Linked DNA regions of Mus musculus: regions 2, 3, 4, 5, 6 and 7 are each linked to region 1. Evidence: chromatin contacts called from public Hi-C, HiChIP or PLAC-seq and promoter capture Hi-C data. All regions are on one chromosome and are shown on one strand. Each heading gives the region's core, a stretch centred on a gene start, on an enhancer-like site or on the middle of the called end of the contact. The rest is flanking DNA. Distances are from core to core; before and after follow the strand shown.

The links. Promoter capture Hi-C pulls out the DNA fragments that hold promoters and counts their contacts. A called contact is a pair of places that touch in the nucleus more often than the background predicts. HiChIP or PLAC-seq counts read pairs in DNA pulled down with a chosen protein or histone mark.
Region 2: an H3K4me3 HiChIP or PLAC-seq map of neural progenitor cells shows a contact between it and region 1, with 19 read pairs. The contact joins the enhancer-like site here to the promoter of Gpc6 in region 1. A contact is called at or near these places in 1 of 39 promoter capture datasets (the 3T3-L1 cell line), 2 of 484 Hi-C or Micro-C datasets (adipose-derived mesenchymal stem cells and nephron progenitors) and 12 of 115 datasets of contacts at active chromatin or transcription factors (the NIH/3T3 cell line, astrocytes, cardiomyocytes and 8 more).
Region 3: a promoter capture Hi-C map of the 3T3-L1 cell line shows a contact between it and region 1, with 7 times the contacts expected there. The contact joins the enhancer-like site here to the promoter of Gpc6 in region 1. A contact is called at or near these places in 5 of 39 promoter capture datasets (the 3T3-L1 cell line, 3T3-L1-derived adipocytes, hippocampal neurons and 1 more), 4 of 484 Hi-C or Micro-C datasets (the C2C12 cell line, cerebral cortex and nephron progenitors) and 9 of 115 datasets of contacts at active chromatin or transcription factors (the NIH/3T3 cell line, craniofacial prominence, embryonic forebrain and 6 more).
Region 4: a contact with region 1 is called in an H3K4me3 HiChIP or PLAC-seq map of stem cell-derived neural progenitor cells, with 16 read pairs. The contact joins the enhancer-like site here to the promoter of Gpc6 in region 1. A contact is called at or near these places in 4 of 39 promoter capture datasets (the 3T3-L1 cell line, 3T3-L1-derived adipocytes and hippocampal neurons), 2 of 484 Hi-C or Micro-C datasets (the C2C12 cell line and nephron progenitors) and 11 of 115 datasets of contacts at active chromatin or transcription factors (craniofacial prominence, embryonic forebrain, embryonic midbrain and 8 more).
Region 5: an H3K4me3 HiChIP or PLAC-seq map of embryonic basal ganglia shows a contact between it and region 1, with 3 times the contacts expected there. The contact joins the enhancer-like site here to the promoter of Gpc6 in region 1. A contact is called at or near these places in 2 of 39 promoter capture datasets (the 3T3-L1 cell line and 3T3-L1-derived adipocytes), 7 of 484 Hi-C or Micro-C datasets (the N1E-115 cell line, adipose-derived mesenchymal stem cells, nephron progenitors and 1 more) and 11 of 115 datasets of contacts at active chromatin or transcription factors (craniofacial prominence, embryonic basal ganglia, embryonic forebrain and 7 more).
Region 6: a contact with region 1 is called in an H3K27ac HiChIP or PLAC-seq map of stem cell-derived anterior neural progenitor cells, with 10 times the contacts expected there. The contact joins the enhancer-like site here to the promoter of Gpc6 in region 1. A contact is called at or near these places in 1 of 39 promoter capture datasets (3T3-L1-derived adipocytes), 5 of 484 Hi-C or Micro-C datasets (the N1E-115 cell line, cerebral cortex, embryonic stem cells and 1 more) and 10 of 115 datasets of contacts at active chromatin or transcription factors (the NIH/3T3 cell line, craniofacial prominence, embryonic limb bud and 6 more).
Region 7: a contact with region 1 is called in a Hi-C map of uterus, with 3 times the contacts expected there. The contact joins the enhancer-like site here to the promoter of Gpc6 in region 1. A contact is called at or near these places in 1 of 39 promoter capture datasets (3T3-L1-derived adipocytes), 7 of 484 Hi-C or Micro-C datasets (the N1E-115 cell line, cerebral cortex, nephron progenitors and 1 more) and 12 of 115 datasets of contacts at active chromatin or transcription factors (a beta-TC-6 cell line, craniofacial prominence, embryonic forebrain and 8 more).

Annotation. Positions count from the first base shown.
Region 1 is chr14:116,923,336-116,926,959 of GRCm38.p6, forward strand. It overlaps Gpc6 (glypican 6), which reads left to right and starts at 1,962. Exons shown (of 9, transcript NM_011821.3): 1 at 1,962-2,760. The coding sequence starts at 2,601.
Region 2 is chr14:117,426,237-117,429,860 of GRCm38.p6, forward strand. All of the region lies in intron 2 of Gpc6 (glypican 6), which reads left to right. Among named protein-coding and RNA genes, the nearest start is that of Gm52112, 300 kb to the left of the region's middle. Within about 2 kb of position 1,850, at least 9 of the 459 cell types and tissues checked have an H3K27ac peak or open chromatin away from gene starts, as enhancers often do. A contact at or near this core is called in astrocytes, neural progenitor cells and stem cell-derived neural progenitor cells, where this site is marked.
Region 3 is chr14:117,406,638-117,410,261 of GRCm38.p6, forward strand. The region is part of intron 2 of Gpc6 (glypican 6); the gene reads left to right. Among named protein-coding and RNA genes, the nearest start is that of Gm52112, 280 kb to the left of the region's middle. Within about 2 kb of position 1,559, at least 14 of the 459 cell types and tissues checked have an H3K27ac peak or open chromatin away from gene starts, as enhancers often do. A contact at or near this core is called in craniofacial prominence, where this site is marked.
Region 4 is chr14:117,381,879-117,385,502 of GRCm38.p6, forward strand. The region is part of intron 2 of Gpc6 (glypican 6); the gene reads left to right. Among named protein-coding and RNA genes, the nearest start is that of Gm52112, 260 kb to the left of the region's middle. Within about 2 kb of position 1,548, at least 34 of the 459 cell types and tissues checked have an H3K27ac peak or open chromatin away from gene starts, as enhancers often do. A contact at or near this core is called in neural progenitor cells, neural tube, stem cell-derived neural progenitor cells and 1 more, where this site is marked.
Region 5 is chr14:117,335,785-117,339,408 of GRCm38.p6, forward strand. All of the region lies in intron 2 of Gpc6 (glypican 6), which reads left to right. Among named protein-coding and RNA genes, the nearest start is that of Gm52112, 210 kb to the left of the region's middle. Within about 2 kb of position 1,682, at least 4 of the 459 cell types and tissues checked have an H3K27ac peak or open chromatin away from gene starts, as enhancers often do. A contact at or near this core is called in embryonic basal ganglia, where this site is marked.
Region 6 is chr14:117,266,436-117,270,059 of GRCm38.p6, forward strand. All of the region lies in intron 2 of Gpc6 (glypican 6), which reads left to right. Among named protein-coding and RNA genes, the nearest start is that of Gm52112, 140 kb to the left of the region's middle. Within about 2 kb of position 1,681, at least 42 of the 459 cell types and tissues checked have an H3K27ac peak or open chromatin away from gene starts, as enhancers often do. A contact at or near this core is called in extraembryonic endoderm stem cells and stem cell-derived anterior neural progenitor cells, where this site is marked.
Region 7 is chr14:117,238,133-117,241,756 of GRCm38.p6, forward strand. The region is part of intron 2 of Gpc6 (glypican 6); the gene reads left to right. Among named protein-coding and RNA genes, the nearest start is that of Gm52112, 110 kb to the left of the region's middle. Within about 2 kb of position 2,034, at least 5 of the 459 cell types and tissues checked have an H3K27ac peak or open chromatin away from gene starts, as enhancers often do. A contact at or near this core is called in uterus, where this site is marked.

The DNA.
Region 1 (3,624 bases), core at 712-3,211:
CCTCATCAAGCTGTGGCCTCAGGTAGAATCCTGGCCTCATTCCTTTAACACCACTTCGAACAATGCCGTATTACACAATATGTGGGCTAGGCAAATGACCTAAGTCCTTGCTCTGACTAAAGTTCACAAAACAGCCCCAAACTTGTTGACCCTTCCAGTAGAATTAAGCTCATCTCTTTATGCTTGCTGAATCTGGTAATATTCTGTGTGTTAGCCTTCTTACAAGTCTACAGTGGCAACAGCTACTGACTTATAGGAGTATGGAGTGCTCGTCAAATATAAGAGGATTAGCCAAACTTCAGGTAATCATCATGACCCACCTCACTCAATGGCCTTTTTGATGCATATGTGTTTGCCAGTGTACACAACCTTTGGTGTGTGCTCAGAATTGCTATCTACCTTCTTGAAAGTGTGTGTGTGTGCGTGTGTGTGTGTGTGTGTGTGTGTGTGTGTGTGTGTGTGTGTGTGTATGTGTTTCCAGAGGCCAGAGGGGTCAGATATCTCTGGAACTGGAATTACAGGAGTTTGTTTGTGAGCCATATTGTTGGGGAGCTGAGAATCAAACTCTTGTCCTCTCAAGAACAACATGTGATCTTAACTGCTGAGCCATCTATCCCTTCAGCCCCCTGACTACCTCCTTGGAGACTGACTGCAAATGGCTTAAAGCTCCTCAACTAGACTAGACTTCTTTCTGTTCCCTGAGCGCTAGCATTTTGTATGAACTTTTGAAGATGCGACAAGCAAGCACTCTATCACTCTATAAGGAGGATGACGGGCTAAAGAGGAGTTCTTGGAAAAGAAGATGTGCTGAACAATTCCGACAGTAACGAAGGTGCCTAGGATAGAGGCAAATGCAAGGATTTAGGCTCCAGGAGTCGCTCTGGTCACCAGTCATCAGGAAACCAGCATCCTGCAGATTTATACTTCAGTACTACAGAACTAGGCCTGACCCTGTACTGACTTCTCAGGAACTGGGAGACCAGTGTCCACAAGGCCTCACTACTGGATAGCATTTCTTTTCTTCTTTTTCTGATTGGTTAGTTTCAGGAGCTGTGGGTTTCAGGGCAGACTTAAGTATATTTGATCTCTGTGCTCATTAGCGTGAAGAAAGGCTCAGGAAGTTGGTTAAACCCGAATTTTCACTTGCATCCCATTTCACAGACTTCTGAGAACTTGGGAGAAAATGTTAAGGTTATAGTGTTTGAGAGAATCTGATGAGAGAAGATTACAACACCTTGTCCCTCCTGGGGTCCTGTTTCTTGCATGGCCAGCAGCCATTGTTTTATCTTCACATGCCCTAAGCCTAGTGATTTAAGAATCCAGTGTTTTGTAGGTGGAACCTCTCTCTCTCTCTCTCTCTCTCTCTCTCTCTCTCTCTCTCTCTCTCTCTCCTTCCCTCTTTGTGTGTATGTGTGTGTGTGTGTGTGTGTGTGAGAGAGAGAGAGAGAGAGAGAGAGAGAGAGCCGACAGGAGAGGAGTAAAGACCTATGGCCCTCTATCTGTTCTTAGGAAAAAACAAAACAAAACAAAACATTAAGATGAGCCGAAAGCAGCTACCACCTAGAGAGGTGGCTTTGGCCCCGTTCCTAGGTTTCTTTTCTGCTCATTTCTTCCCTGGCTTTGTGTTAGGTACACTGGGGCAAGAGCAACAATTGGAAATGCAATATTCTTTATCTCCAGAAAAATATAGCGTGATAACATTTACTCTCCTCAAACACTTTGTCTTTTTTGGTGGTTTGTTTATATCAGGAAAGGGAACATCTCGGAAGTGTGTGGAGGCCATAAAGTGATTGAGAAAATAGGGACCTTTTGCTGGTAATCTTTCCCCTCCTGCCTAGTGGCTCGCGATCCATTCCAGGTTTTGCGGCCGACTCTGCCTCTGAATTTCGGCTGTGCACTGGGTAGCACGTTTCTCCCTCTCTCCCTCCCCTCCTTTCTCCTTCCCTCTTGCCTCCTGTGTCAGTCTCCAGGATTTTCTCTCTTCCCATTTCAAGAAGACTCTCACTGGCTCCCTCAGTCTATGTGAAGCTGAGGTTTCCCCTCGATCCCGTACATCTCCATCACATACCTCCACGCACACACCTCCCCGAGAGCCCCGCGTTCACACCCACAAACACGCGCGCTCACACTCGCGCCGGCCTGTCCATCTCCCTCGGGGTGGGGGGAGCCGGCGCGCGGTCCCACCTTCGTCGCGCACACTGGATAGGCGAGCTCGCAGCGCTCCACGACTCTGCGGCTCGGAACTCGGACCGCAGGGCTGAACACCCCTACTGTGGTGTTTAAAAAAAAAAAAAGACATTTCTTTGCCTTTTCCTCTTTTCTCCTCTTTCTCCAACGATTTTCTACCGGAGTGGCTAGCGGAGCCGGCAGCCTTCCCAAGGCAGCCCTGGTTGGCTTGCCATCCTCCATCTGGCTTATAAAAGTTTGCTGAGTGCAGTCCAGAGGTCTGCGCGGCTCGTCCCCTCGGCTGGCGGAAGGGGGTGACGCTGGGCAGCGGCTAAGGAGCGCGCCGCAGGCTCTGGCGGGCTTTCGGCTCGAGGGGCAAGGTGAAGAGCGCACAGGGAGCTGGGGGCTGCCGAGGTGGACTTGCATGTTGCACCATGCCTTCTTGGATCCGGGCTGTGATTCTTCCTCTCTCCGGGCTGCTGCTGACCCTCCCGGCCGCGGCGGACGTGAAGGCTCGGAGCTGCAGCGAGGTCCGTCAGGCTTACGGTGCCAAGGGATTCAGCCTGGCGGACATCCCCTACCAGGAGATCGCAGGTAAGCGTGGGCCCCGGGCCCGCTGCAGCCCCGAGAGGCGGCGGGGCGCCCTCTCCCTACCCCCTGTTGCTCAGTTGGTGCTCACTTTCTGCGGGTACCTCCCAGGGACCCCGCGTCCCTGCATCCAGGCGGCGGAGGCTGATCCCGTTTTTCGGGCGGGAGGAAGGTGTGCGTGCCCGCCGCCTCATTGTGTGCACACGCGGGAGCACCCTCGTCCCTCGCCCCTCTCTCCCTGCATTTGCTCCCGCGCCCTGCTACCTCCGTGGCTGGCCTAGAGCCTGGCCCGGCCGCTGGAGCAAAGGACGGTGGAGTGAGGACGGCTAGCGGAGGCAGAAAGCGGAGCCGGGCGCCCATAGCATCCCCCTCGCTGGGGCAAACTTGGGAGAACTGCGGCCGCAGTTTGCTCAGCGCCACCGTCTGAGTGGCGCCTTCTCCACTCCCGCCTTCGCGCCGGCGGGGGCGGTGGAGAGACGCGGAGATTCCCCTACTCAAGCTCTCTGCTCTCCAGGTCCTTTCCAGGGACTGGGCGCCCGGCTCCTGGGCTGGGGACGGGCCACTAAGGGGACCCATTGCTCGGGTCTCTAGGATCTGCACGTTGGAGTCCCGAGGCAGTTGGAGGAGGTGTCTTAGTACTCTGTCTGCTTCAGATTTGGGGCGGACTTTCCCATTAGGGTGCCCCAGTGCTTCCCGGACTGCGGTTGGTCACTCGGGCTGAGGAGACAACCGGGCCACCCGGCGTGGCGCCGGGTCCCGAGCATGGCCTCCCGCTCTGGCCGGCTGGTGCACGCGGAGCCAACTTAAGCAAGTGACCCGATGGGGGCGTTCGTCTCCGGGGTCTGCACTTCAGGTTCTCCGGCTCTCCTG
Region 2 (3,624 bases), core at 600-3,099, 500 kb after region 1:
TGCAGTGCCTGGAGGGACAGCGAAGCACTTGCCATGGCTCAGAACAGTGTTGGCTTAGGGCAGGAACTGTCAGCAAATTTCAAACTTAATTCATGATTGTGGGAATTAAGAGTTGCCTGTAGCGCCTAGAGAATGCAGAAGCCCTAATCAGCCGCGCTTACTTTAAAGAAGTATCTGGGAAAAACAAGCTGCCTAGACACGAGCACTCCACTGTGGGAAGCTCGCTGAGTATAGAAAACTTTTCACCTCCTGAAGTCTGAATTCTAGTCAACAATTTCCTGCTTTGTTATCACAAATCTGCCCTTGTCAGATGGCTCTGCATTGCACACTAGATTCTGAAAAATTGTCTGCCATTAAATCTTTTCGCTGACTTTACATTAATGGTAATAAATGGAGGGACTTTGGTGCAAGGTATTGACCAAATTTAATGAACACTTATGGTTGTAAACTGATGATTTATCGTTAAAGATGTCTTCATGGAAAAGTCTAGTCGATTAGATAAATTGGGAAAATATAAAATGGCAGAGTTAGTTGACCTGAATAATGCATTAAATATGCATTATTACAATATTAGTTGTACATTAATTGACATCCTTAATAATAAATTAGCATACTATTATATGATTGCTAAATGTTTAATTATGTTTTTGAAAATCTAAATTATTGATTATATTTTCCACCAACATCTAATTTGTAAGAATTCTCAACACATATTGAAAGAAATATATAACAAATAATAATGTAGATTACTGTAGAAAGTAGAATTTGAATTCTATGTTTTAGCATTTAGCAGCTGATATGTTTATAATATGTTTATAATGTTATGAAAATAATTATTAAATTCTAGAGAAAACTGTATTTTGTTTTAGGACACTTGGCAGATTTGCAGGGTGTTGGAGAAGTTTACATTTGTATTTTTATTAATTATAGTGAAGGAGAAGCTTACAGCGTAATGGGTGCGACACAATGTCTGTGTGCTGGCCTAGCATTCCCAAGGCCTTAGGTTTAATACCCCACATGGCGAAAATAGTGATAATAGTAATAGTAATAATAATAATAATAATAATAATAATAAAACATCCAAGGTTTCATTGGAAAAATTAAAATCTGGCATTAAAATTCAATGAATAACCATTTCCTCTTTGGTTTATCTCCCATTTTAGATTCTCAAGGATAATTTGGGGTCTTGCCTAAGGCATTTCATAGTGATTTATTGAACTATGACCTTGAGAGAATTTAAGTAGTCTCACCTTTAAGTCAATAAAATTATCTAAGTTCTTTAAAAATTAAAACATTCAAGAACTTCTTTCTGCATTTCATTTACCTTTAAGAGAGACTGTAAGGATGAGTTAACCTCAGAGCTATCACACTGCATTTTATCACATGTAATAAAAATGATATCAGAAGAAAAAACTATATTCCAACTACTTACATGAGAGTCAGGAGACTAATGGCTCAACCATCTTCTTGGGTATAAAAAAAATTAAAGCTATGCAAGGCTTTGTTTAATGAATTTATCTTCAAATTTCAAAACATGAGAATTTATGATCTCTTGTCCCAGAGTCTAGTAAAACTTTCTCAATGTGTCTGACGTTTAATGTCTTTGGTGCCACATATGGTCTCTTTTGCATGTTGTTTATAATCTGTGGTTTTCTGCTTGCTTTTAGTTCACACACTGAAAAAGCATAGCATCTCTTCTTAGCTCCTGGTCACTGACTGGAAACTGAATACATTCTCAAAGTATTTCCTGAAGAATGTTGGCTGGCTTGCTTCTTTTCAAGCCACTAAATAATGGAATAGGGAGGAGTTTTCTGTGGAGGAAACAGCGGGGTGATGTTCTAGTTGTGTGCAAGCACACTCTCTGCTAGCCAGATTCCCAGTAAGCCAGGGGTAATATAGGCATCGTACCTTCAGGGGCCTGTGGTGTTCAAGATCAAGCCTAGCCTCTTCTATGAAAATGTTCCTCAGGGAACACTGAATTAGGACTTGATATTTTTTAGCTCCAATGGTCTGCTCTTTTTCATCACTTGTAATCATAATAATTAACTATAAAATTTTTAATCAGAAATTCATTTTTCTGTGTTGTTCAGCTGCACACCACTGTAGATGAAGTCTGACGGTGGTAACCTTCCCACATGGATGGCTTTGCCTTGGCTTTGACATGCTTAGGAGTTTGTACCTCATCCTTGTGCTTCTCTTTAGTTGAAACAAATAAGACAGGCATCCATTACTCTAATGATATCACATCTCTCTACATGAAAATTTCCATTAAGCTATGTTAGTGCAGTGTCACAGGACTTAAGTATGCTGTCATCAGAGTATGAAGACATGACTTATATGTAACTTAACAGGAATATGAAATATATCCCTCTGAATATATATTATTGATAATCTATGTGCTGTTATAAAATGATGTATGTTTATGTCTGTCATAAAGTGAGACACATTTTCATTAGAGAGTTTGTCATCCCATGCAAAGCTACTCCCTGTTTCATACCCTAGGAAAAACATCTTAGGGTTTGTGGTTGACTTTCTGCTCTAATTGATGAGAACAATTTGGGGAAAATAGAACTCTAGAGATTTGAGCATTGTCCCCAATTCCAATTACCTGTATCAACTAATTAATATTAGAAGCAGAAATTATATACATATGGATCATTTTGTAAATAATTTATGTACAAGTTTAGAATACATTTTGCAATTTGTACTTAACTATAGTTGCATCCACTTTCTTAGGGATTTGTAATACTTCCCATTAATTGTTCAGATCACATTATGAAAATCTGACTGGGGATAAATTACAAAGCTATTTTCTTCTTGAAACTATTTCTTACCTCTAATATTTTGGAGTTCGTGTTCACTCTGGGACATTACAGTAAACATTGGAAACCTGTGTTTCCTCATCAACACCATAGATAAACTCATATCTGTTTACATAGAATGTAGGTAAGACATATATGTACCAAGTCATATACCTTTAAAAGGTAAAGCCACACACTTCTCCTGTCTGCGTCTAGTCATATACCTCATTCATTGACCCAAACTCATTTTTAATCTTAACTTAAAGTTTCATATATTTCATTTCCTGTTAAACTTTAAGACAGATGAGAAAGGTAAATACATACATTTTGTTGTACGTTTTTTCAATTTTAAAGGAGTTTGTCCTGTGAGTGGTGATTCAATACTCTCTTGAGGAACAAAATGTGATTACTATAATCCTTCAAGCATAGAGATTTTTTAATATTATATTCTGTCACTTTGAAATCATCCAGGCTTCTATTGACTCCTAGAAAGAACCATTATGCTTCTTGCTGTAAAATGATTAGTATAATTTATGAATACATAGAAATAATAGTATATAGACTAGTAGAAAATGCGAGTTAGGAGAAACAGGAGTAGCAAATCAGCAATAAACATACCCACACATTGTTTCTCGACAATTATAGATTCTAATTTCTCCCTTGAATATAATTTCCACCCCATAATTTTTGAAAATGCATTCAAAAGATCTACGTCATACAAACATTAAACGATGTTTAAGAAAAATCCCTGAGATGGTTTTGCAGAATACCTGTTCAAAGTGGATATTCTCTCTCTCCCTCTCCCTCTCTTCCTCTCCCTCTC
Region 3 (3,624 bases), core at 309-2,808, 480 kb after region 1:
GTTTTGTGGTGGCATCCTACCCCTGGCTTTGCCCTTCCTGGAAGATCTTAAGCTCTATCATCTTCAACCCCACACTAATGATACATATAAAATATTTGAAGTTTATCCTCATATTTAGTTGCTGCCATTTCTGTTATCAAGCAGAGCAAAGCTCCCTAATTTCTTGTGCACAAAGCAGCGAATTTCCATGTATCAGCACCCCAACAAAACAAATAAAAAAAAACTGAGTAACTTTGAAAGGACATGCAACCTAGCATTGGAAAAGAGAACAGTTCTGATGTGTAGTCAGCAGCAATGGGTGTTGATTAATGGTTGCTTTCTTTGCTCTCTTAAAAAGCTTTTACTAAGGAACAATCAGTTCTTGAGCTGAAGAGATGACTCTGTGGTTAAGAGTGCTTGTTGCTCTTGCAGAGAACCAAGAATCAGTCCCTAGCACCCACATAATAGCTACTAATTATTTTTGCCTCCAGTCCCAGAACATCTGATAACCTCTTCTGATTTTTCAGGCACCTGTTGACCATGTGGTGCAGATAGACATGCAGGAAAACACTCTCACATTTAAATGTGAATTCTAATTCTCTTGGTCTGTAGTCAGACTGAGACTTAACATTCCTAAAAGGCTCTGGGCAATTAGATAATACTCACCGTACATTGTCCAATTAATATCAAGGACATTTACTTTCTTATGAAACACAGTTTCACTTGTGCCAGCTTCACAGGATTTAAATGATGTCAAGGAAAGGAACCAACTGAGGGAAATATTTTGCTTCCCATAATGTCTGTGTAGTGTGAATATTTAGAACACAGAATGCAATTTTCTGAGGTTCAATCGGCTCTTCTGTGAATGGAGAGGGTTTGAAGGTACTTCTATGTGTCATAATTTATGATTGCATTAGACACCAACGAAAGCCTGTAAGGATAATTCACTGAGTGGGGACTGTTGGGTTCTGAATTGCCAGATCAATTGTCACAGTGTAGGAATGCTACCTGTCTGCTCTGGAGAGAATGTGCAGCCCTTGGGAAGGGAGTTAGAGAAGGGTTTGAGTCATTTTATAGGATTTGAGCTAGGAAAGGGTGACATCGTAGCAAATAACTGAAAGAAAGGTAAGCAGAAGACGGAGATGCTGTGGGTTTCAGGCAGTTCTGATGCATTAGTCTTAGAGACTGAATTTAAGAAGACTCTAGGCCATAAGGGCTGGCTTATCTTCTTTTCGTTTGACACAGCCAAGTGAACACTAGAACATGATAGTGATCTCTAGATTACAGTTTCTAGTGGGTTTTTTTTTTTTAACAAAGCTCACTATTTCTGCCAGCTTGAACGCAGAGCAGTTATACAATGACTAGACTACTGGTGCAGAACCAAGGCTCCTAAGGAAAAGAATGAGCTCACGGGTTACTCAAGGAAAGGTAGAAAGTAGATGGCCAGTGTCCCAGAAGCCTGTGGCTCTGTGAAGGACAGATGATGTGAAGGAAAGAAAAAGAATAAGCTAGTGGCTGGAGACTGTGATGCTTCGAATTGAGTCTACAGAAAGCTAACTACTGTGAGCAGAGACGATGTCTCATGTGCAGCAGCTGCCCGAGTTGCACAGTGATGCCTCTCTGTTCCCAGGAATGACTGAAGTGATGAATGGGTGAGAAAGAGAACCAGATCCACTACTTTGAAAAATGTACTTTCTAATTGGGACCAGATTTGAAACTGACACAGGTCTACTGTGAACCCAATTATTTGACTTGAACACGTGTAAATGGCATGCTAACATGCACAAGTACTTGACAGCGAACTGAAACTTTAGCCAAGCAGGTGATAAGACGTTAAAATTTAAACTCTGGAAAATTAGGTCAGTCAACCATAAAAAAACAAGACTTAATAAGCAGCAGATGACATTTTGTCCAACTCTATTAGATTTTGCAGTGCAAGAAAAATATAGGTTATTCAGATCAAGTGCTTGCTGTGCTGTGAAGTGCTGCGTACATTCTCCGCTCCAGGCTTGCTACATTTCCCATGAAATAAGGACATATGGCTACGAATGAGTCATTCAGAATGTGCCCCCATCAACAGAGACAGCATTTTAGAATGCACAGGCATACTAAGAAATTGAATAACATTTGTAAATGCTTTTCATATTAGAGTAACATTTTACTATTTTCATGTAAAAATGTCAAATAACTAATTTGTTCAAAGGATCTTTCAATCCTTGATGAAGAGGGTTTTTTTTTTTTGAGAATTTATTTAAGCAAATATAACTGGTTTGTTCTGAGCTAGACATCTGATGAAGCTCCCTTCTCAAAGTTTACTTGGTTTAAACTGGAGCAATGGGGTAAATACATAAATATTATGGGTATTATTTTGTAAAATCATAGCCTTCAAAAACCTTCTCTGATTTACCAGCCTTTCAAATCAGAGCATTAAGTTATATAACATGTGAACATTTGAGCGTGCATGCACATGCGTGCACACACACACACACACACGCACACACACGCAGTGGTTAAACTCTTAAAAAAAAAAGAAGATTGGATTTAATTCTAGATACCAAGAAGACATGTACCTCCATAAAATACCTGTGCATTATTTTTACCTATCCTGCAACAACTAGATATCATTCTGATGAAGATTATGCTAGACTTTTAGCAAATGCTATATCATTTATCAACAAGGAAGAGAGCTGTATTTGTCTAGACTGTGGAAGATATTACTGGCAGCAAACAGAATGAAGGATAACGAAACAAGAAGGCATCTTATTTCTGGGGTCATGCCATTTGGTTTTCTAACTTGCTCTCTGATTCTGGTTCTTGAGTTAAATAAAACAAGAAAGAAATGCTCCTCTTAGATTGACTGAGCTTTAAAGACACACAACCCAGAACATCCCATGTGGTCCATGGTTCTGGACGCCAGAGCCCAAACTTAATAAAAATACACATTTTCCACTTGATGTTATGTGCTGTGTAGGTACTATATTTAGGAGAACATAGATTTAGAGACATTAAGCCTGCCTTATAAAATTCAAATTTCATAAGCTCCAGGCCTTAGATACTGAATAGGGTCATATGGTGGGAACAGTGCCTCAAATTCTGACAACTTCATTTCTTACATCTTTTTGTTTTTTATAATTTGCATGCACCATTTCTGTAACCCATGAAGTTTGGGGATTGCTCTAATGGTGACAGGGAATGAAGAAATGACTGACAGACATACAGAAGAACATAGACTATACACTCTAAAAGAGATGTTGCAGCAGCAGCAGCCTTTAAACCCAGAATGCTTATTTTATACCACAGCAAAGATGAGGAGGCAGAACCTCTCTTGGCAAGAAGTCTCTGTGGGGGAGTCAGCTCAGCTTGTGGTTATCAGACAGGAGGAATCTGTGATTGATGCTCCCTGCACATACTGTCAACACCCATGCGTGGATCAGTGGAAGGCCTTGCCATTGCCCTGAGCCTGATTTCAGGGAAGGCCCTGCCATTTTCATAAGTCTGAGGCACTGAGGTCCTTAACCTGGCTGTGCGTGCTCACACAAATAATACAAATTTACTCAGAACTCCATCTGTTTCCCACAAACTATTATTCCAGCTTTGTAAGTAACGTTGGATACATTCTTCATCTATGAATATCGATTATTTCTT
Region 4 (3,624 bases), core at 298-2,797, 460 kb after region 1:
CAATCTCTGTGCTCTCCTGCCTGTTTTTGTTCAGCATGAGATATTTTGAAGGACTGCTTGCACCCCCTCCATGCATAGACAGACATGTCATCTGTAAAAACAACCTGTTTAGTTACCTTGATATAAAATAAATCTCACAGAGCACAGAAAGTCACAGAAGAAGTCATGGAACCGGCTGTAAACAGATTCACGAAGGCTGTCTGTCAGCATTATCCGTACACCATGTTGCCTTCCCTGGGAAAGACTTGCCCATACAGGAAGACAGAGGTCAGATCTCTCGATGAGGCCACCATGTGTCTCATGTCCACTCCGTGGTTCAGTAAAGACCCAAGGCAGCGCTGCTAGTTTGGCTCCACCCCTCATCTTCCTCTCACGAACTCAGTGGCTCACATGTTCTAACTCAATATCATTAAGGCCTAAGGGAACTTGGTGGATTTGTAGGCATGGAGGGTTACAAGCTCTGTGACTTTTCTGATCCCCAGTGACAATTCATCTCTCTTTTTACACTCACCAATTTTCATGGGAACAAATTAAACAAGTTTAGAAGTTAAATCTTGTGAAATCTTCAGTTAGTAAGAAAGGAACGTGAATAGCTTAAAAGGAACAACCAAATACAAAAGGTGGTCATGTCCTTGTGTGTGTGTGTGTGTGTGTATGTGTGTGTGTGTGTGTGTGTGTGTGTGTGTGCAAAAGTGTGGGTGCGTGCAAAAGTGTGGGTGAATGTGTTATACTGTGTGTTACTGTATATGTGTTGGTGTGTGTTACTGTGTTTGTTAGTGTGTGTAAGTGTATATTAGTATGTGTGTTAGTGTATGTGTGTTAGTGGGTGTGAAAGTGTGTGTGTTAGTGTATGTGTGTTAGTGGGTGTGAAAGTGTGTGTGTGTTAGTGTATGTGTATTAGTATGTGTGCAAGTTTGTGTATGTGTGTTTGTGTGTGTGTGTGTGTGTGTGTGTGCGTGTGTGAATTTTCAGTGCTGGAAGAACCAAAATTGGATTAGGTTGGATGACAAAAGATCATACAGTTCTGGTACCTTGCTCTGTGTGATAAGGATGTAGACTCCAGAGTTCGGCTTTTAAGAGTTTGGAAAATAATGTGTATACCATATGGTCATTATGTCACTGTGGCCCCAGTGCCCTTCATGTCATTGATGGCTATGCAGAATTGACTCGGTGATCAGTTTAAGGACGAAACATTAGTTAAGTCCCTGACAGTGCAGTCATGATGCCAACTAACATTAGGTAATTGTAAGATGGCTGGTGTCTTCCTATTTTCTGTTCTTCTTTACAAATATATCAGCATGGTTACATTTAGTGTTATCTGTGAGTAAAAGGCCACATCATACTGCTCTCTCCTGGGATGTGTCAGTCATTCTCCAGCTGAATGACTTGAGGGTCTTCAGGAGCGAAAACCCTGCGCCGCTAGCTTGGCCTATCTTGCCTTCTGTGAAAGTGGTGCTGGAGCAGAATGCTGAGTTTACTGGGGTGGAAATGAAGCATGGTGAATGGCATGTGTGAGCGGTTGCCTTGGAGATTGTGAGGAGACAGTACTGAGTAGTTAGGAGGCTGGGATGTGAATGAACGTGGGAGATGAACCAGGATCTAGTTAGTGACAGCTCTAACCTTGCCAATGAAACAAGCACAACATCATAGGCCACGCTAAGTGAACGCCCTCCTGTTATATGTGCTGTGGAAGCCTAATTATAGGAAGCCCATGCTTTGACCCAAGGATAACCTTGTGCCCTTTCTTACCTAGAACTCCCTGTCTGCTGGGAAGCCAAAGAGCAATGTTTAATCACAACCATTCTTTGTGATCATCTAACCCAGACTTGAAGGACTCCACTCTGTCTTGTGTCTTAGTGTGATACAGGCTGGTGTTACTACAGCCTCCAGAAAAATCTGTGAACCTGTCCAACATCAACACCCCTTCTTCTCAGAGTTCTTTCTCTTCACTGAAAATGTGATAAGGCCTTCTTTTTTATGTGTGTGTATTCCATTTGTCCTACTATATAGTAGGGTAGGGCGGAACATTCCTTATAGTCACAAAGAGAGCAATGTTATGAAAAATTTATCAGAAACATAACTAGGCAGTAAGAGAACAGGAATAATTTTAAGATAATAAAATACTTTGTTATTTAGCTCAGTTAGAGTTTGTTTTTAAAACTTTATATTACACACTTCCAAGAATTTTCCAAGTCAGATTAAAATGGCCTGATTCCCTTGCCTTGTTTCTGACTCGTGTACTGACCTGTGACTACAGGGATTCTTGTCAAATCTCTTTGCCAAATTCTTTAGCTAATCACAAGCTGAAACGGCCTTCTCTCCTGTGGTTCCCTTGCAGGCCTTGTGTTTGCTCAGTTCATGCCCTCTGACTTGGCAACCCCTTTGCAGAACACTTTCTGTGATTCCATAGCCAAGAAACCCCTGACCTGCCTGCTGTGCTGTTCAGCACTGTGCTCACAAAACTGCCCGAGCCATCCTGTGTTAGAGTCGTCATTAAAATGCAGAATAGACCAGGTCAGCTTGCCAGCAGGACAGCATCAGTCGGTGCTTTCCTTCAAGCAGAAGCATGAAGTGGTCTCTGAAAGACAGCAGACCTCTCTCTGCCATGCCCTAGCCAACTCAGTGACAGACTAACGCCAAACAGGCCACTGGGGGAGCTGGCTTCACTAATATACCTTGTATTCTATCAGAACTATGCTACCCATGAAATCATGAACGTAAGGATCTCTGCATGGGGTCAAACACAATGCCAACTAGAACAGCCACCATCTCCAGAACATGGAGACCTTTCAAGACATGCAGTTTTGGTCTACTTCCATCCAAACTTGATCCAACTTTGACACTTTTATTTTTCTGGAAGGTACCATTTCTAAGTTTCATAATTGGTGACGGAGAAAGCAATGTCTTCTTCATTGAAGATGAAGAAGATTTCTACTAAGCCTTTGCGTGTATGTATGGATAAATGGATATGCTACAGATAGATTAGAGTATTAGCTCACTTCTTGTAACCATTTTAAGAGTCATGGAGTCATTTGAGAGAATATTACTTAATTACTTAATTAAATAATTACTTAAGACATATCCATCCATCCATCCATCTCCCGAGTCTATGACTTCCCACAAAATTTCAGGCACAGCAAATGTTGTAATTAGTAAAAGTCATGTAAAACGCCTGCATGGTGGATTAACTTTTACAGAGCTCTCACTAATAACACAGTGCTGTGATATTTATCTAAGTGATAAGTAAGTTACCATCGAAGTGTGTGCATTATTCTCTTAGTGAGAGGTATTTTATACACAAACATTAAAGACCCTGCTGAGTCCTGGCCTCATCAGAACTTTAGAAATTCATAATACACACAAAAGATAAAATGAATGAACAAAGTCTTTTTTAAGAAGGTTGTCTGGGGAAATTGACAGGTAAAATACACGAAGATGTTACGAATAACAGTCAAACTCAAATGGAGAGAGGAAAGTAAGGAGACAGGAATGGTAACTTGAAACAACTCTTTAGTGGACCAAAAACCGAGATGCTCTGAGTTGAGACACAAAGAGCTGAATGTGTTTCATGGGTGGGGAGGGAGCAGCCATAGAGTGTAAGTAGGAGGGAGTATAAATAACACT
Region 5 (3,624 bases), core at 432-2,931, 410 kb after region 1:
AACCGAGAAAGAGTAAAGAGCGGAAGTACAGATAACAATGTCAGCAACACCAACAAAAATATTGATAAGCACGACTATACTTAAACAGCAATTGAGGATGCCTCTATTCAGCAATATAGGTCTTGGCTATGAAATCAGAGTCTAAAGACATGTGCATGAATTTTATCAGCTCATGCTATATTTTTACATGCACTTATTTACAGTTTCGTATGACTGCTAGCAACTTGGAGGCCTTCTGTAATTAGTTTAAGAGGGATTTGTGGTTTTGTGTTTATAGCTGTTAACTGATTGATACTATTAGGTGCAATCTCACAAAGCTACAAGTATTTCTGAGATGTATGTATGACCTGTTATCCTAGGGTTTTCTATCTAAATGTCTCAGGACAGCATCATTACCAGCTCCTGGGAGAGTACAGAAACCAAGACCTTGGTACCAACTCCATCCCTGCATTTATATTCATGCTCATTTAAGTTTGAGAAGCACTGCTCTTCATATGTGGTTCTCGCACATACATACGTACTTTTTGAACACACATAAGTCCAGAAAAAGAACTGTATTGTAACATAAACAGAAGTCGTCTAGTTCACCTGTGGGTTACTGGCAGTTATTAGTGGTCATAGTTGATGTCTACATTTTTATTTCCAGGACCTTCCCTTCTTATTTACAGAATTAAAAACAAAAAAGTGGTGCAAAGAGGTGTAAAGTGGCAAAGAAACTGTTCGGAAGCAGAGCATCAGTACAGATCAGAAGTGCTGCCTGAGAGTGCATCCAAGGCTCCCTGGCTGTCCCTTGGTGTCTTGCTTTGTGAGGGTCAAGAGAAGCTGCCCACTTAGGTTTAGGCCTGAACTTGTACCTGGAGGACTTTCCTATAACTCTGCAACTCAGTCTAGACTGGGACTCCTAGTGTCTCCCGATGTGTTTGAACAGAAATGACCATCAAGGGGTAGCAGCTACCCTGTTTTAAGTGGGGTCTGAGTACAGCTTCTCAGGGATGGGGCTCCAGGTTGCTAGTGCTGGCTAGGAAGGGAGTGAGTGTGCCAAGGCCAAGCACAGTGCAGGCCAAGGGTACTGGGATTTCCTTGTGCATGTGGGACCCATTGCACATAAAGTCTAGGTGAACCTCAAGCTGAAAGTACACTCACGTGGCTTATCAAAACAGATTCCTCTTTAAAAAAATCTTATTTATATGTAAATAATTTTGAAACTAAGTAAGTGCCTAAGAGGAGAAATAAAGTGCATTTGAAGGCCCGTGGATGTAATTACAATATTATGGAAATTACTTCACAGTGGGTAACCTTCACCATTGAATTTTTTTTTTAAGAGGGAGGAAAAGTCATATGGAATGAATGTCTGTATAAAATCTCATCATCTGTTCAGCATATGCTGAATACTTTCAGGAATTGCTTTTATAACCTGATGCGGCCTTAGAGTCATTTATGAAAAACCGCCATTATTATTAAAAGCCACAATCCTGTTGACTTTGAGAGTAGTTGATTAAAGTAAACTGAGCAGGAACGAATCCTTAAAATTTGTAGTTTGTTCATACCTGTTTCTCCTAGATCCACAAAAGGGGGAAAATGAGAGGAATTTGCAGATTAATGAAATAAAGCAAGTCTCTAGCACTAATTAAAATGAGAATGGCTGAGCAGATGGGCTTAGCACAGCTGGATGTGTGAGGCTGAAGCTCTGCCCATGTGGTTAGGGAGGCAGCACTGTTGGGAGAGGGCACACCTGCTTACTCTCTAAGCAGCAAACTATTATTAACTGTAGCTTTTAGTTTTTGCTATTTTGGCTGTTGTAGCATCCCCTCATCTTTGAATAATCACTGTATAACCAGCTTTTAGGACCTCAATTGTATCATAACTCTATGTGTTTCTCTCTGCATAATAGTGTTCACTTAACATTTTGTTCTCGCTCTTAGCCATATAAAATCTATAATCATTTCAATGATTTATTATTTAAGTCAATTTTTCTGTAGAAAAGCATAAACCAGTGTGCATACTCCTCAGTTCTAAGCTTTGACTAGAGCTTACGTCATCTTTAAATTTTGACCGCATTATTCATTTTTAAGACTTCCCATGGTCCTTTCAGCAAAATCTTGCTGGCATATGCAATACTGTCTGCGTTTGGTGGATGATTATGGGACGCTGATATAGCTGTCTCTTGTGAGGCTATGCCAGTGCCTGGCAAATACAGAAGTGGATGCTCACAGTCATCTATAGGATGGAACACATGGCCCCCAATGGAGGAGTTAGAGAAAGTACCCAAGGAGCTGAAGGGGTCTGCAATCGGATAAGTGAAACAACAATATTAACTAATCAGTACCCCCAGAGCTGATGTCTCTAGCTGCATATGCAGCAGAAGATGGCCAAGTCGGCCATCATTGGGAAGAGAGGCCTCTTGTTCTTGCAAACTTTATATGCCCCAGTACAGGGGGACACCAGGACCAAGAAGTGGCAGTGAGTGGCAGGGCGGTGGAGGGGGGGGAGGGTATAGGGGACTTTTGGGATAGCATTTGAAATGTAAATGAAGAAAATATCTAATAAAAAATAATGAGCAGCCCCATCCCCAAAAAAAAAAAAAAGGACTTCCTTGGATCCTGTTTAGGGCTTTTTATTTTTATTGAAATACCAAAGACAATCATTAGTTTGCATTTTGTCATGTGGGGACATTTTGCTTGTGAGGCTGCAGTAGCAAAGTACTATGAGCTAAGAAAACAGAGATGTGTCCTGTCTCCTAAGAACTAGAGCTGGTGGAGGACCCCCAAGGCTGAGTGTGTTTCCTGCTGTGGGCTTTCCCTTCTGATGAGCCAAGCTTTGAAGATGCAACACTTGTGTTCTTTACCCCTCCCTCTACCTGGTTAGCCTCCCTCAGCTATCTTCCTAAGGACTCACATCATCTTCCCTAAGGTGTAAAAAGAGAGCTCATTGGCTGTATAGGTGATACACATTCATGATTAAATGCTGCAGGTAAAAATGTCATTATTTTATGTTGAGGGCGTTTGATTTGCTTTGTTACTCCTTTCTCTGCAAATCAGTAATGATGTGAAAGGCTTTACCAGTGTTTCTGGCCATCTTGAACACAGATTTCTCTACTGATTTTTCCACGTTGAAATATTAGGTGCCTATACTAAACTTAGGTGGTTAACGGAGTGATACACTTCTAGTATGAAGATATATAGCTTTGAAAGGAAAGTTTTCACTAATGTTCTTTTCGGGTTATTGTTCAAATGAAGCGAGATGCACACACACACACACACACACACACACACACATATATATATATATATATATTTCTTTTGATGAACTCAACATTTTGTGGTTAGGCTGGTTAATCATGCAGTCATTGTTGAGTTCTTCCTTTCATACCTTTGCTTTACAGAGGAGGCTGTAAATAATATTCCCAGTACAATTGAGAAATTATATCCCTGCCACGATTTCAAAGACATCGATTTCTTAACAGAAACCTGACTTCAATTTAGGATTTAGTTTTTCAATGATTAATGGACTGGTTTAAGGATAATCTGGGAAATAAAGATTGAGCACCTCTTTTCCCTAACACTCTGCCGTATTTCTCTGCTCTTGTATTTTGTTGTTCTTTTGGACAACTCTCCAGGATTTATT
Region 6 (3,624 bases), core at 431-2,930, 340 kb after region 1:
GCCTCTGTATCATAGAGAGTAGAGGTTGTGTGGGGGAAAGTGACCCCTTAACTTTCTGGGGGGGGATCCAACTGAACAAAAATTCAAATGAAAACTGATGATTTAAAAGAGTACACAGATGTTTCCATCGATGTTGAAGATCTGAGTGTAAGGTGAAGACAACAGAGTTGGCAAAACAGAAAGGACAATGGAATCTGATGATCAAGAGTAGTGATGGCGAAACCTAACTAGAGTATGGTGCATCTCATTTGAGTTTTTGTTCACTGTAAGCAATAACATTTTCTCTGTTCTCATGCAGAAAGAGACCTTTACCAGATGAGAGGTCTCTTATGTCTCTGGTAATAAACATGTCTGTTTCCTGGTACACAATTACCCATTTCTCCTTTCCAAGGAGTGTTAACTCAAATGACCATCTCACCTAGAATGGCATGCTCTCCTAGTGTCCAGACTCAAGTCTACACACCCCGCTTTTTCACTGCAAGGCTCCACTGCACACTGACACATTCAGGCTTGTCATCGAATACAACTCAGTGTATCAGCCTTTCTTGCCCAGTCGTAATGCCATGTTGGCTTCTTCATAAAACAGTTGTTAATGATCGGGTTATCCTTGTACTATACAGATAGATAACTGGTGACTTTATGCTCTGTAATCCCACCAGCCTGTAAGTATGGAGCATGTCATTTTGCTCCAAGTACATTGTCCAATTCATTCCCCATTGAAGCCTGTCTCCCACTTTTTAACCGGTCAGTCTGCTAAAATTATTCTACACTCTATATTCTTGAAGCTTATTTATTTCATTACCAAGGGAAGTTTATACCATGTATGCTGTTGGAGATTAAACTTATTCTAGATATATTTTTTAAATATTGAGTAAGGTCATTTCAATATTTGCAATGATGGGGATCTCCTGTCGTTAATACTTTAATCTACATTTTTTAACTGAAGCCCCTTCTTTGTCCTGAAAGAAATAATCATAAAGGGATATTTGCAGGACAGCATCATAAAAAGGAGCTAAAATACCCAACATGGATTTGCTTAAATAACTTGTATCTGAATATTACATAAAAAGTCATAATGCAAAAAGAGCAATTTATGAGTTAAGTAAGGTTAATGGAAAAGGAAAATATTTGCTGCAATGTCTTTCAATAAATAAAGCGATTATAATTATGTAAGCAGGTGAATTACAGGATAATTTTTAAGTCTCTGAAAACAGAGAAATGAAATGGAATGTACCAGGAAAAACAACAGTTAGGATCAGCTGGTAAGATGAGAGCAGTGGGGCTTAGGTCTCTCCTTCTCCTGATTATCCACAGAGATTACTGCTGTGATTGGGAGTAAGTCAATAAGTAATTGGTAGCCTCAGACATGACATTTTGTTTCTGCTTTCTTCCTCCCAAATGAATGAGTTTTGTGGAACTTAGGGAATGCAGCCACACTCACTGACCCTTCTGGTTAAACACCCAGTGGAAATTCTTTCAGAATCCCAGAGACTTGGCTGGAGAACAGTTCAAAGCAAGACAGAAAAACAATGGCTGCCAGACAGGGTCACAGCAGGAGTGGCTGGAAGAATCACAAAGTACAGAGGGAGGCTGGAGAAACTGAGCCTCCTTTGGAGGAGTACAGGCCAGGCGGGCTTGCTGAGCTCTGGAGTCTGGCCTGTGGGCAAGCCCAGGGAAGACACTCCCAGGAATGCTGCTGGCATTCTTCTTGCCTTTCCTTCATGATCCCTTAAGACTGAAGTATGCTGTGAATCTCCTGTTTCTTGTGCTCTGTTTTGGATGATGGGTTTAATCTTTTAAATATCCACGGAAACATAAAAAGTATTTCTTAAGACATTTATTGGGAGTGCTGTAGGTGGATTCTGAAATAAAGGTTGCATAGTTGGCTAAGCACAGAATGGCTTGCAGCTCAAAGGGCCATCTACCCTGCCCTGAGAGGATCCATTCTTTTGGCAGTGGGGGAGACAACGTTGGTGAATATTTCAGGAACCTGAGCTAGGATCATCCCTTGGTTACCATGGCCTGTGCAGAGCCTGCTGAAGCAAGACTGCCTCCCATGCATGCAATTTAACCCCTTCTTGCTCTGCTGTGGGTTTGAATGCCTGGCTTTTCTTTGCAGACTGTCTTCATTGAGAAAACATACCAGGCCATTCACAAGTGTCTATTTACATCATGGAAAGCATCAGTTACTTCTTCCTTCAGAGGGCCATTGGATTTCCAGTTCATGGGTGGGAAGTAAATAATAGTATGTTTTATTTCAAATTAGTGTCGGTTAAAATGGCACCTAGAGATCCTAAAGATTCCATTCAAGACAGATCCTTAACTTCACACATCCTGGCCATTTATTTGAAGTGGAAAAACCCCCACTATTCTGATCCCTCCGCCCCTCCTCAACACAGAGTCATGGCAAGGAAGAAGGTTAAGGATAGAAGGAAAATTAGAGTCAGGGTCCGTATACATGTCAGTCTTAAGAGCTTCTGCAAATGTATCAGTGAGTAAAGTGATTGCAAGCATATTAAATTGCTTGTTCATTCTTAATGGTAATTAATCCCATTGTGTGTTAACCTGGATTCACTTGCTTAGACTGACTGTGAAACAGTAGCCTGGAACTATATTCAGAGTTTATCTTTTGTTTGTATCCTTTATAAAGGATGGGTTGTTTGTTTGTTTGTTTGTTTTTAAAAATATCTCTTTAAAAAGAGATGTTTTACACATTGAAAAGATAGATAGATAGATAGATAGATAGATAGATAGATAGATAGATAGATAGGTGGGTGGGTGGGTGGGTGGGTGGGTGGGTGGGTGGATGGATGGATGGATAGATAGATAGATAGATGGATGGATGGATGGATGGATGGATGGATGGATGGATGGGTGGGTGGGTGGGTGGGTGGATGGATGGATGGATGGATGGATGGATGGATGGATGGGTGGGTGGGTGGATGGATGGATGAATGGATAGATAGATAGATAGATAGATAGATAGATAGATAGACAGACAGACAGACAGATAACAATTGTTTCAAAGAGGTACTTGAAGCTAGTTTATCTTGGCAATTTTGTTTATAATAGCATCTATCTCCAGAAATCCCTTCCACAGTGATGTCTTACCCTCGCATAAGGAAAAACTAAGAAGAATAAAGAGAGAGAGAGCCAACCGATGGCTCAGGGCCTTGAATCTGGGTTGGAACCCCAGAGCTTCATGATAGATGGAGAGACCAACTCCTGCAAGCTTTCCTCTGACCTCCTCATGGGTGTTATAACTTGCACACACACATACAGAGATATACAAACAGAGATACAGTTGCACACACACACACACACACACACACACACACACACACGCAAACACAGGACAGGGACATACACAGACATACAAATGCACAGACACACAAAAATATATGTACAAACAGACACACACAGAGAGATACACATGCACACACATACACACTGAATAAATGTAAAATATCGTTTTTAAAGGAATGCACAAAAAACTGATTATAACATGCTCTATTGACCATATGTCTCTCTGAAAGTTTGCTTATTAAATGTTCAAACCAAAACCCTTATTTTAATTAGGGAGTCCTTTAAGTCTTTGAGTTTACCACCTTCCCCCATAATAAA
Region 7 (3,624 bases), core at 784-3,283, 310 kb after region 1:
CATATAACCCAGTATTTTATATGTTGATACATGTACACACATATGTGTCCTAGTAAAGTAAATATAAATGATAGACTGGTAGCAGGAAAGCCACAGTATGCTGAACTCGCTATAAGAAAACAGTATGAATAAGTAATGGTGACCTACCATTCCATTCTGCTAGGAACAGCGAGCCCACCATCCTCATCTTGATAGGGTCGCCTCTCTGGTACTGACTGGGCTTAGGCAAATGGTGAAGGGCTTCAATGAACTGTAATTAGAGAGCTAATGACCAAGACTTTAAGAATGGGGCTTAGCAGGGTGCTTGTCTGTGGAGTCCCCCTGAGCTCATTATTTCTAGTTATGCTTTGTCTGAAAGAAGGTTGTAGACTCATGCCTCGTCCCATTTATGGACACGTTTTCCTCCAGGATGAGTCAACATATTTACAATGCTCATCATATTTAAGGTACCAATCCTAAGGCTCGCTTAAAATGTTTAATATTAAAACTGGTTGGCATATAACACAGTATCATTAAAAATTAAAGTACATGCGAGCTTAGCAGTTTCAGTAGTCACATCCTATCAGTTGAATGTATGACATCACATGTATGTACAAAGAGGTTGTAGTATATAGTAAGTTTTTATGTTTGAGGGGTCTGCATGTATGTGTGAATATGGGAGCGTGTGTGCATGTGTGTAAGAGCTGAGTAGAAACTGTCTACCATTTAAGTTTCTCCCATAAATATGTCAATTTCATGATAAGCCAGCCTGTGCTTTCTGTAGCATCTCTGGCTTCAGACAATGACCACATAAATTCTTATTACAGAAAAGCAAATGTCTGTTTCACAGCTCTAGAACTGAATGTTCGCGGTGGATGTGTTTGGAACTCGGGAAGGTCTGCTTTTAAAGTGCCACCATAAAAGTGTGTTACAATTGGCCATTGCGGGGGCTTTTTAGTTATAAATATAAAACGCATTTGAGGGTAGGTGGATCTGTTAGTGAAATTGGTTTCTTGCCTTGTAGTTTGCCATATATTGTAATATTTTTCTGCTTTGGCACAGGGCTCAGACATACAACATCATACTCTGTGATGTTTGTAACTTATTAAATGACTACTGAATATCCTCTATCTGTTCCTCTCACAGCTCAGATGATAAACTAACTTCATATGTCCTGAGCTCCAGGCCCTCAGGTCTCTTAAACTTCTGTCTCAGTGCACTACTCGGAAGCTCTTTATATCTCTCTTAAAATACACATTTGGGGCTGACATGATTGTATAGCAAGTAACAGTACTGGCTATTGTGTCTCGGAACCTGAGTTCCATGTCCAGAGGCTGTGTGGTAGAAGGAGAAATGCCATTTATGCAAGTTGTGCTCTATTCTATACACACACACACACTAAATACAACATAAAAAATCTTCAAGCATAAAGGAGTTGTGTGAAGAATATCTCATAAATCCAGTCTTACCATCTGTTTAAAATTTCAAAAATCAGTTAAGATTTTTATGTACCCAAAAAGCATGATTTCTGTAATCATTCGTTTTCGTTTTCTTCTATTGGCGAGATATACTTTGTCCAGCAGAAGGGAAACACACCATTTTGTTACCATTGAGGCAGTGTTGACTGATTAACACACTGTTCTCATTGCAACATATGGCTTGATCACAATTAACTGAAAATAATTCAGTGGTCTTGTTTGGCTTAAAATCAAGTGAAGTTCTACTTTAGGCAGCATTGACCAACATAATTTACGATGGTAATAATAACGCACATTAAATCATATCAGTTCATTTCCTCTTTGGTGGTTTTCCTTTTCCATCAACTCTTACTTCTTTAGTCCCAGAATCCTTCCAAACTACATCTGGGTTTGTCCAAGTCACTGAGTAAACTTTTTAAAGACGGTGGACAAAATGTGTTTTTATTTATTGGAAAGATGTTTTCAATCACCATTAAGATCATCTTTGGTTGAATGTTAGAGTTTAAATATCTAAGCCTGCTCTCTGGACTGCAGACGCCCACCAGAGCTCTGGAAATCTGGTGTAGGTTTCATTTTATTGTGGTTTTCCAAAACAACCATCGATTGCTCAAAGCAGAAATCACTTTGATGATACAGGTTTAGTCTGAGCAATGCGGTGAGTCAGCTAGCGGCTGGTTTTCTGCAGTTAACCACTATCTGCTGTCCTACCCTTTCTGCCATTCCAGATCTTCCTTCCCACTGCCAACACTAACACTCCTGTTGCCTCCCTGGATGCTGTCACCCTTCATCCTCGTTCTACTCAGTGTATTATTTCATTCACTGTCTTCACTGTGCTCCACCTCTTTATTTCAGGGCATACTGACGAACAGAGAATTCTTCTATTGTGATATTGGTGTTAAATGGATCAAGGATGTATTCCTTGTTTATGCTAAATGCACAGAATGAGTCCCGGGTGTGGAAGGTACCATGCTCAGTATAGTCTCTTGAGAACCAACAAATGCTCCAGTTCATGGTGTGCTACTTCAACTAGTAACTCATCTGATGCTTCGTCCTGGGGGACAGAGGAGTGCATGGTGTGCTTCTGTCTAGATGTGATAGAGCAGCTTTCTCTGTGGACCTCCTTGTAGATACATCCACACTTAAAAACACAGATACACATAAGCACACTCAGAGAGACATACACATGCAAACACACATATACATAGATACACACAGATACGCATACACAGGTGCACATTCACATAGATACATACATAGACACAGACACACACAGAGAGACATACATATACAAACACATACTCATAGGTACACACAGACACAAATACACAAACACATATATGTGCACATAGACACAGACATACACAGAAACACTCAAATACAAACACAGAAACATATACACACAGACACACAAATACACATAGATGTGCACATATACACAAACACACACACATACATACACATATATGTACACTGGCACACACAGATATATATATATATATATATATATATATATATGCACAGATATACATAGACACAGAAGCATAAACACACACACATAAATGGACACACACAGAGTCACAGAAACACAAATGTAGGTTTATACATAGACACATAAACACACATGTACACACATAAACATACCCAGGGACACAGAGACATACATATATACATAGATTGACAAATATATATTTATACACATATACACACACAGGCACAGACAAACACACAGAGAGACAGAAACACAAACATACATGCATACATTCATAGCACAAATACACACATAAATACACACAGAGAAACAAATATACAAAAATGCATTCACACAAAGACACATGTTCACATTGCCACACACAGAGACAGACACACACATACACACAACTTAGACGGTTCTGAAATCAAAAGAATGGTTAACTGTATGCATACGTTTTAATGGTATACATCCCTGGACCCAAGATTACTGAACTTTTAAATCATTTGTAGTTATGGAAATTGACTGTGACATTTACTATTTTACCAGTAGTAACTGAATATCACAGTTTCATTTCTTTTTTCTTTTCACTGTCTTCTAGAAAAGGTAAAGTTCCTCTGAACACAAATATGGAAAATTGCCAATATAGCGAATTTCCTCCCACTGCCCTTGTATGATCTGAGAGCTGGCAATGCTGAG